3 separate regions of the Oryctolagus cuniculus genome follow, and all the other regions are linked to region 1. Evidence: chromatin contacts called from public Hi-C and Micro-C data. All regions are on one chromosome and are shown on one strand. The core of a region is the stretch at or near the end of the contact, and the rest is flanking DNA. Distances in the headings are between cores, read along the strand shown. Region 1 has its middle 160 kb from the start of IRF2BP2. Region 2 overlaps LOC103350930 (a long non-coding RNA gene). Region 3 holds the start of IRF2BP2 (interferon regulatory factor 2 binding protein 2).

Region 1 (2,861 bases), core at 176-2,675:
CAGACATCCATCTTCCAGAACTATAAGATAATAAGTGCATTGTTTAAGCCTTGAACTTCATACTAATTGGTTACAGCAGCATCAGGAAAATGATGCATGGGGTTATCCTTTATGTGTCCTGTGTGCTGCCTGTGTGACTGATTCCAGATGCTCCAGACTGATTCCAGAATTGCCTGGGCTGTGCTGGGGGCCCCCCTACAGTCCTTGCACAATGCACTCTGAAATGTGCTTGTTTCTTGATAACCCCCTCCAAGATTATCTGACGCCACCAGCAATCTGATCTCTTCTGGAGCTGCTTATTAACACTCAAGGATTTTATTCCACCCGCGAATTCTTTTGGGTCTGCTCGGGTTGGGAGGCAGCTGACATCTGGAACAGTAGAAGTGCTACAGAATAATTTGGGAGGCTTTTGTGGCTCATGCTGCTCCCAACTGGTTCAGGAGTCCCTAACACATCACGGGACTGCAAATGCTCAAGGCTGGGCTTCCATGTCCCAGACGACTTCATCTCTGGAAGAAAACTGTCAGAAATAGCAAACACATTCCAGCATAAAATGGAGTGGCCCATGAGTCCACGCCCTCCCACGTCACCCGCTGGTTCTATGCGGGGGGGGTGGGGGGGCTTCTGGAGACATCCCTTAGCACAGAGGTGCTGGATGCCAGTCTTCCCTTGAGGCCCTGGGTGCCAGGCCATTGTTGTGGCCTCCCTTTGGGGTCTCACCCTCTTCAGAAGCTCCAAGTACCCACAGATCTTTAGCAACCTCCCTGGAGCCTCCTTCCTTCACCAAACAAGGTTAGCATGTATAACTTCTTTCATTGCAACATCTGGCTTGTTCCCCCAAGCCTCCCCTGCCCCCACTCCCCTCTTTAACCTTTCATCTAAAGCCATTTTGGTTCAGTTCAATTGCCTCCCCTTCTCTCCAACGTGTTCCTTTGGCTTTCAGAGGTACAGAACAGAGGGGAGCAAGAGGCCTCATCGCTCACAAGGCGATGACTTGGCTTAGAAGTGAAAGCACTGGCTGGGCCTTGCCTCCTTTACTTCTTGCTGGCCACAGAGCCGCAAGTCTGGGTCCCCAGTGAGCCGCCCCAGGACATCTTGTGGCACCATCTGCCGGCACCCCCTCACCAACCGCACCTCCCCCCCCCAACCCAGGGCTCCAATTACTTTTGTTGTTTTTAAAAAGTTTGTGTTGGTTTTATGCATTCCCTAGCTCAGTCTGCTTGCATAAAAGCAAAGCCGGGGCAGGGAGAGCGAACAAAGAGAGCCTGGCGCACTGCTTCGGGGCTGCACATGTGCAGAGGCCTCACCGAGGAGGGCCCTGGGTGCCGGCCGGAGTTCCTTAAGAAGCATCTGCAAGCTTCTCTGTGGCCTCGGGGTTTAAAATACCCACACTTCCTGCTCCTCCGAGAGCGGGTATGCACAGAATGTGAGTGACTCACCAGCGGTGGTTTGAAATGTGCGTGTCCTAAGGAGGCAGCATCAAAAGCCCATCCTGCTTCAGATGGTATTTTTTCCACTCTCAGCTATGCAGTGCTAGAAAAGCTGAATGCTTAAAACCAGTGTTTGTTTTGAGTGCAGAAAGTGAAGTACGAATTAATTGTGCTGTAGCAAGTAAAAACTGAACCCGTGAGGGGAAGAAAAAAAAAAAAAGCAACAACGTGTAAACAGTGTGGAGATTGAGTTTCAAAGCCCTTGGTTTTCAAAAAGTTTGATGATATTTCGACCAACGCCAAACTGTCAAAACATGGGAGGGCAATCCACTGGCTTGGAGAATGCATTTGCCTTCTTATATAAAAAGCCACAAATTGATATCCAGGAAGAAACCCGAGCTGGAGGTGGGGCCGGGTGTAGGAAGGGGGCGGCTCTTAAACTGGCTCCAGTGCCCACTTCCCCATCCTCCACATGTGATTCTTCAGCTCAGCTCTGTGAAGTGGGAAATCAGAGAACAAAAGTATGAAACTCTCTGGGCACCCCACATGTGGGTGTTTAAGCTCCCAGGCCGGGGCACTGGAATGTGGCTTCCGTAAGAGCAGGGCAGGTGGAGAAACTCCCAGTCTCAGGGCCGGTCACCAAGACCAGCAGGCCGCGTGCTCTGTCTTCTGGGAATCACGCGATACGCCCGGGCTGCCCCCAGGATCGGCTGACGCCTGGCTCCCGGCCCGGCTGGTTTCCAGGCTGCGTCTCTTTTCCCAGCCTCCACCCAGCCACATCCTCCGAAAAGGGACCCTCAGTGGCTGACACTTGGCACTCCTGACCTCAGCTGCCGTTCCTGCCTCTGCCTCAGCGATGCCTTGGACCATTCCAGCGTCCAGGGCAGAGAGTCTCAATCGTGTTCTTTTGATGCCTGGGGCTTCTCCATTATTCTCTTTATTTTTTTTAAAGATTTATTTATTTTTTTGGAAGTCAGAGTTAACACACACAGAGAAGGAGAGGCAGAGAGAGAGAGAGAGAGAGAGAGAGAGAGGTCTTCCACCTGCTGGTTCACTCCCCAGTTGGCCACAACAGCCGGAGCTGCACCAATCTGAAGCCAGGAGCCAGGAGCTTCCTCTGGGTCTCCCACGTGGGTGCAGGGGCCCAAGGACTTGGGCCATCTTCTACTGCTCTCTCAGGCCATAGCAGAGAGCTGGGTCGGAAGTGGAGCAACCAGGACTCAAACTGGCGCCCACATGGGATGCCGGCACTGCAGGTAATGGCTTTACCTGCTATGCCACAGCGCCAGCCCCTCCATTATTCTTAAACCGATCTCAAATAACATGAAGCTTGTACTACATGAAGGATAGCAAACATCAAGCCAGATTACACTCAAATGAGGTAATGTAGGAGGTGGCATCAAGCATATGGCGACAGGAATAGGCCTGAGA
Region 2 (2,861 bases), core at 224-2,723, 190 kb before region 1:
GGTGTGGTGGCCTCATTCACACTCCACATTTTATAATAGAGAGAATTTTGTGTATTTTGAAAGAACTCTTCCTCAAAAATAAAAACCACAGCCTAACGGCTTTAGAGTATCCATCTCAACATTTCTGTACCTGTAGATTTATTGGAATGCAGAAAAAAAATAAGATAAACAAAATACCCATGTGTGCAGTCTGAGAGCAGGTTCCTTTTTGGAAGGTGTGTGTGTGTGTGCGTGCATGTGTGTGTGTGTGTTTTGATGAGCTAAGTGTTGATTCTAACCCGAAAAGACTGAAAAGTGTGAGATTAGATAAGTGTCTGCTAGATACATTATTGCCATGTGGGTTCTGTGCTCAGAGGTCACTGGTCGTAGCTGCAGAATAAAGTTCACCAGTTGTTGATCTTCCCTCTGATTGGGCACTCACTGAAAGCAGAATGTGAACGATCTTCCGGAAGCCCTTTGTCAACTTCAGGTCTGCCTCATGACGCTGGAGTTTCCAGCAAGGGCACGCATGAAGAAGTCTGCAGGCATTGCTTGAGCAACGCCAAGTGGCCACTGGCCAGGGGAGAAGTTAAACCAGGAGATGGCTATCAGGGGCAGTTGTTAGATTTGGCACATCTTTCCCGAGCTGCTGAGCTGAGCAGGAAAGAGGGAAGGCTGTTTGTGGATTTATCACATCAGTTCTATAATGCACCCTTTCATCTGAACCTTTCTCTTTGCCCAAGAGTGAAGCAAGTCTGACTTGCATACCATGGAGGATTTACATTGGACGCTTTGCTGCTTCCGCCCACACCCCCATGGAGCCCTCCACTTACAATTTTCCACATTGATTTTCCTGAAGCCTGGACAGTAGCCTTTTAGGTGGTTTGGGATGTCTTCTGGTTGTACTTAAATTTTTCCAACAGATTTTCAGCACATCCTATAATAAATAAGAATAGCTTCCTGTGAACTGTGGTGACTTCTCATACTACCTTTGCAAGTGTGTGTGTGTGTGCATATGCATGAAAAATGGCCTGACCCTCCAATGACTGCAAAACTGTCTCACTTGAACATCCTTTGCTGTGGTCATCTTGCCTTCGGGTCGTCAAATAAAGTGGTGTTTGGGTCGCATCTAGCGCAGATACTTTAACCGTAAAGCTTAATGTATAACTAGCATTTTTTTTCCTTCTGTGTCAGCAGTTGGCAGCACAATACTGTAAATAAGGATTCTGGTGAGTAAGTGGACATCTGTGGAGCCTGGGGATGGGAAGGCTGGGGTAAGCAGTTTTGAAATTCATGCCAGTGGTTGCTGCAAGTGATAAGATAATTTGAGTAACCCGTAAGACCTGTGGATTCACAGGTTTCAAAAACAGGAAAGTCTCTTGTTTAAAAACCCTCTAAAGCAACATGTGGGCTTAGAAGAGAAGCTGGCTTGTGGTTTGGTGATTGTACTTCCTTATTGATATAATGGCCGCTGACGAAAGGCCTCCCGGGATTGCAGGGCTGCGACCGCAGGCCCGACAGTTACCCTGACGGGTTCTGAAACAGACCGGGGCTTTCTGGACAGATGAGAAGTCTAAAAATTTCCCTTTTCATTTCCTCTCTTGTGTGACTTTGTCATTTTTTTTTTTTTGAAAAACTGGTAACAGAAAAGGGAATTTTGCCCATGCTTTTAAGGAGTTGGTCTTTGACTAGCTCTCCCCCTCCCCCGGAACCACCCCCTACTCCTTCAAAATCTCTCTGAAAAGCCCAATCTAAAACAATAAATCAGCCATTGCAGATCTCTCAGTGGGTCTATGTTTGATTAATTGGCTTTTAGGCGGGATTCATAACAAGCAAATCTTTTAAAATGGTATGACTTACTTTCATTTATTTATTTATTTATTTGAGAGGGAGAGAGAGAGCCAGAGAGAGAGAGAGAGAGGACATTTCCATCTGCTGCTTAACCCTCCAGTTGCCCGCAGTGGCTGGGGCTGGGTCAGGGCTACATCCAGGAGCCAGGAACTCAATCCAAGTCTTCCATGTGGATGGCAAGAACCCAATTATTTGAGCCATTCCTGGCTCCCTCCCAGGGCCTGCATGGGCAGGAAGCTAGAATCTAGAGCCAGAGCTGGGAATCAAATGCAGGCACTCTGATGTGGGAGGCAGGCATCCTAACTGCTAGGCTAACCGCCCACTCCCATAAAATGGTATGATTTTTAAGAAACATTCTGTGACCTCCATATCTTTGGCGTCCGGGTGTTTAAAGCCCAGGTAAAAGCTGTGTCCTTCTGGAAACCTAATCCTCTCTTAGCCAACTGGGATCTCTTTTGGGCACATGCTCCCAGGAGGCATGCTTGAGTTCCTGCCTAAGTGAAAACAGATGCCATTCCTGTGTGACACAGCGAACTGGCCACAGCACAGAAAGTTCCTCTGGCTCGAGGAGTGGGGGCTGTCTCAGGCCCTGAAAACATCTGCATCAGGCTAAACTTGAGAAAGGGCCCCTGTGTTCCTATCTGCCTGCAGAGGATGCCTGGGTGACAGCCAGTGGCTGAATCTGCCTTCAGGCAGCTGCTGGTCTTCTCTCCCTCCAGGAAAAAATAGGGCAAGAAGGCAGAACCTGCTTCCAGGCCACAATTCCTCTGGGGAGCATTGTCCCTGCAGGCTTTGCTCCCATCTTGCATACGTGTACTTAAGTGTCATTTATGCTGTTTGGCCTAGCCTGGGAGTTCCTTTTATTTTTGGTGAATTCAAAGAAGATACCATTTGGAAGAAGGACACATATCAGTGCTCTAGAAGATTCCTAGATGAACTCACTGACTGTGACCAAATGATCCCATCTCACCAGTTCCTCTGTCTTGGCCCTGATGATCTGCAACTCAAAACCATGGGTTGAGATGATTGCA
Region 3 (2,861 bases), core at 173-2,672, 160 kb after region 1:
TAGCCAAAGCAGCTCCAGAGACCGCTCTGACAAAGCAGCAACGTCAAAGTCCCAGCCGACAGCGCCCAAGCCCGCGCCTCAGCAGGACCAACGACCAACCCAGAGATTTACCACAACACACACCAGCTCCTCCTCCCGATAAAAGTGGGAACCTCACGCGCTCATTCAATAGGGGCAGTCTGGCTGCCCACGGCGTAAGACAGGCGCGGGCCCGACCGGCAGGGCTTTGGGGCCGCACCCCGTCTTCCCGCCAGGCAGGTCTGCACCCACCACGGTTAGGGCCGGACTGGGTGGCGCAGAGGGCGCAGGGCCGCCCCCTCCCGAGGCCCGCCCTGCGCCACGGCCGCGACCGAGCCAGCCAGCCGGTCGCCCCCAGCGCCCGCGGGGACCCATCGAGGCGAGCAGGCCGCGCGCCCCGACCGCGCCAGCGCCACCCGCCACCTCGAGTCCAAGTTCGGGCCCGGGGGGGCGGGGCCGGAGGCCCCGAGGGCCTGCCGGGGGCGGAGCCTGCGCCGTGACGTGACGCGCCGCGCCTCGCTGGCCGTAGACCCCGGATCCCTGGAATGTGCATTCGTTCAATGAGGCCCCCGTGCCAGCGGCGGCGAGGCACGTTCGCGCGGAGCGTGCGCACTGGCGGCGGCGGGGGCCTGCGGCCCGCAGCCCTGCGCCCACGTCACGCGCTCGCCGCGCGGACCTACATAAGGCGGCCGGGGCGGCGGGCGCGGCCAGGGCTCCGCTCAGAGGGCGGGCCGACGGGAGGTCTTGGTGTTCTCGAGCTCCCGGTCTGGACCGCGCTCCCTTTCCTTACGGAGGGCTCCGTGGAAAGCGCGCGAGCCAGCTGGCGGCATGACGACACCGTGCTGTGCTTGGGAACAGCAGACTCTCCTGAGTTTGTGAAACCTGAAGGGCCTGGCGGCGCGCGTGTCCGTCCTAGGGCAAATGCAAGTGCAAAGCATTCCTGAGCGATTCTGTGCTCACGTGTCCAACATTTGGCTTTCAACTCCTCAAAAACCCAAAACTGTGAAGCACGCCAGACCTAAACTCTCCATCAAGCGTCTGACAGAAACCAAGTTACAAAGTGGCCTTGCCTTTATTATTATTATTATTTATTAGTTTTAGCTCGACTCGACAGAAAGGACAAGCACAGGGAAACCAAATCCCGACTGAGGAGTCTGTAGAGCCGAGGAAACAGGGCAAACATCCCCATGGAGCAGCGTGCTCACGTCAGGGACGCCGGCCGCTCACTGGAGGCGGCGCGGACCCGCGGAGCCGGCTCTCCCGGCCGCGTCCCTGCGCGCGGGGCGGGGGGGGGGGGGCGGCGAGGGAAAGCGCGTGCGCGTGCGCGCGGGAGGGCGGGCGCGCGCGCCAGGGGAGGGGGCCCGCGCAGGCGCCGTGCGAGGCTGTCGAAGAATCAAGTCTGTAGAAGTGGAGCGGCCGCGGCGAGCAGCAGCAGCGACAACCTAGGCGGCGGAGCTGAGGCGGGCTAGGCGCTGACGCGGGCGCTGGAGAGCAGCGACGCCAGGAGCTGTGAGAGAGCGGCAGAGCGACCCGGGGCCCGCGCCGCGCCCGAGCTTCACGCCGCTCGGCCACCGCCGCCGCCTCGGCGCGGCATGCCCCGCCGCTCGGGCTGAGCCTGCTCCGGCGGCCGCCCCCCGGCCCCGGCCCCCGCCCCCCCCGCGTCCTCCCCGCCCCCCGCCCCGCACTCCGTGCCGGCCACCGCCGCCGCCGCGACCTGCTGCGCTTCCCCGCGTCCGCGCGGCCCGTCTTCGCCCCGGTCTGGAGGCCCGCCGCGGCCCCGGCCGAGCCCCCGCCGCGCCGCCCCGCCGCGCCGCCCGCCCGCGCCCGCCACCGCGCCGGCCGGGGGGACCTGCTGCCGCGGCTGCAGCCCCTCGCGCCGCGCCCGCCGCCCCTCGTGCACCGGGGGCGCTGCGCGGGCGCCGAGCCTTCGCGGGCTTTGCCGCCGCCGCCGCCGCCTCTGCGGCCGCCGCCGCCACTGGTGGGGGAGACGCGGGGTTGGGGGGGGAGGAGGGCTCGCGCGGTGCCGGCGGGGGGCGGCGGGGCCCCCTCCTCCTCCTCCACCTCCACCTCCTCCTCCTCCCCCGGCGCCGCGGGCTCCTCGGACATGGCCGCGGCGGTGGCGGTGGCGGCCGCGTCCCGGCGGCAGTCGTGCTACCTGTGTGACCTGCCCCGCATGCCCTGGGCCATGATCTGGGACTTCACCGAGCCCGTGTGCCGCGGCTGCGTCAACTACGAGGGCGCCGACCGCGTCGAGTTCGTCATCGAGACGGCGCGGCAGCTCAAGCGGGCGCACGGCTGCTTCCCGGAGGGCCGCTCCCCGCCCGGCGCCGCGGCCCCGGCCGCCGCCAAGCCGCCGCCGCTCTCGGCCAAGGACATCCTCCTGCAGCAGCAGCAGCAGCAGCAGCTCGGCCACGGCGGCCCCGAGGCGGCCCCTCGCGCAGCGCAGGCCCTGGAGCGCTACCCTCTGGCGGCCGCGGCGGAGCGACCTCCGCGCCTCGGCTCCGACTTCGGCGGCAGCCGCCCGGCTGCGGGCCTGGCCCAGCCTCCGACGCCGCAGCCGCCGCCTGTGAACGGCATCCTGGTGCCCAACGGCTTCTCCAAGCTGGAGGAGCCGCCCGAGCTGAACCGCCAGAGCCCGAACGCGCGACGCGGCCACACCGTGCCGCCCACCCTGGTGCCGCTTATGAACGGCTCCGCCACGCCGCTGCCCGCCGCGCTCGGCCTCAGCGGCCGCGCCGCCGCCTCCCTGGCCGCCGTGTCTGGAGCCGCGGCCGCCGCTGGCCTGGGCTCAGCGCAGCCCGCGGAGCTGGGCGCCCACAAGAGGCCGGCCTCTGTGTCGAGCA

What was found. A called contact is a pair of places that touch in the nucleus more often than the background predicts.
Region 2: a contact with region 1 is called in a Hi-C map of skin fibroblasts, with 11 times the contacts expected there. The contact joins two enhancer-like sites. A contact is called at or near these places in 2 of 6 Hi-C or Micro-C datasets (skin fibroblasts and an unstated tissue).
Region 3: a Micro-C map of ear pinna shows a contact between it and region 1, with 5 times the contacts expected there. The contact joins the promoter of IRF2BP2 here to the enhancer-like site in region 1. A contact is called at or near these places in 3 of 6 Hi-C or Micro-C datasets (ear pinna, skin fibroblasts and an unstated tissue).

Annotation. Positions count from the first base shown.
Region 1 is chr13:54,069,070-54,071,930 of mOryCun1.1, reverse strand. No RefSeq gene overlaps it. Among named protein-coding and RNA genes, the nearest start is that of IRF2BP2, 160 kb to the right of the region's middle. Within about 2 kb of position 1,425, at least 5 of the 8 cell types and tissues checked have an H3K27ac peak or open chromatin away from gene starts, as enhancers often do. A contact at or near this core is called in ear pinna, where this site is marked.
Region 2 is chr13:54,260,468-54,263,328 of mOryCun1.1, reverse strand. All of the region lies in intron 1 of LOC103350930 (a long non-coding RNA gene), which reads left to right. Among named protein-coding and RNA genes, the nearest start is that of TOMM20, 140 kb to the left of the region's middle. Within about 2 kb of position 1,473, at least 4 of the 8 cell types and tissues checked have an H3K27ac peak or open chromatin away from gene starts, as enhancers often do.
Region 3 is chr13:53,907,080-53,909,940 of mOryCun1.1, reverse strand. It overlaps IRF2BP2 (interferon regulatory factor 2 binding protein 2), which reads left to right and starts at 1,422. Exons shown (of 2, transcript XM_008268248.3): 1 at 1,422-2,861. The coding sequence starts at 2,123.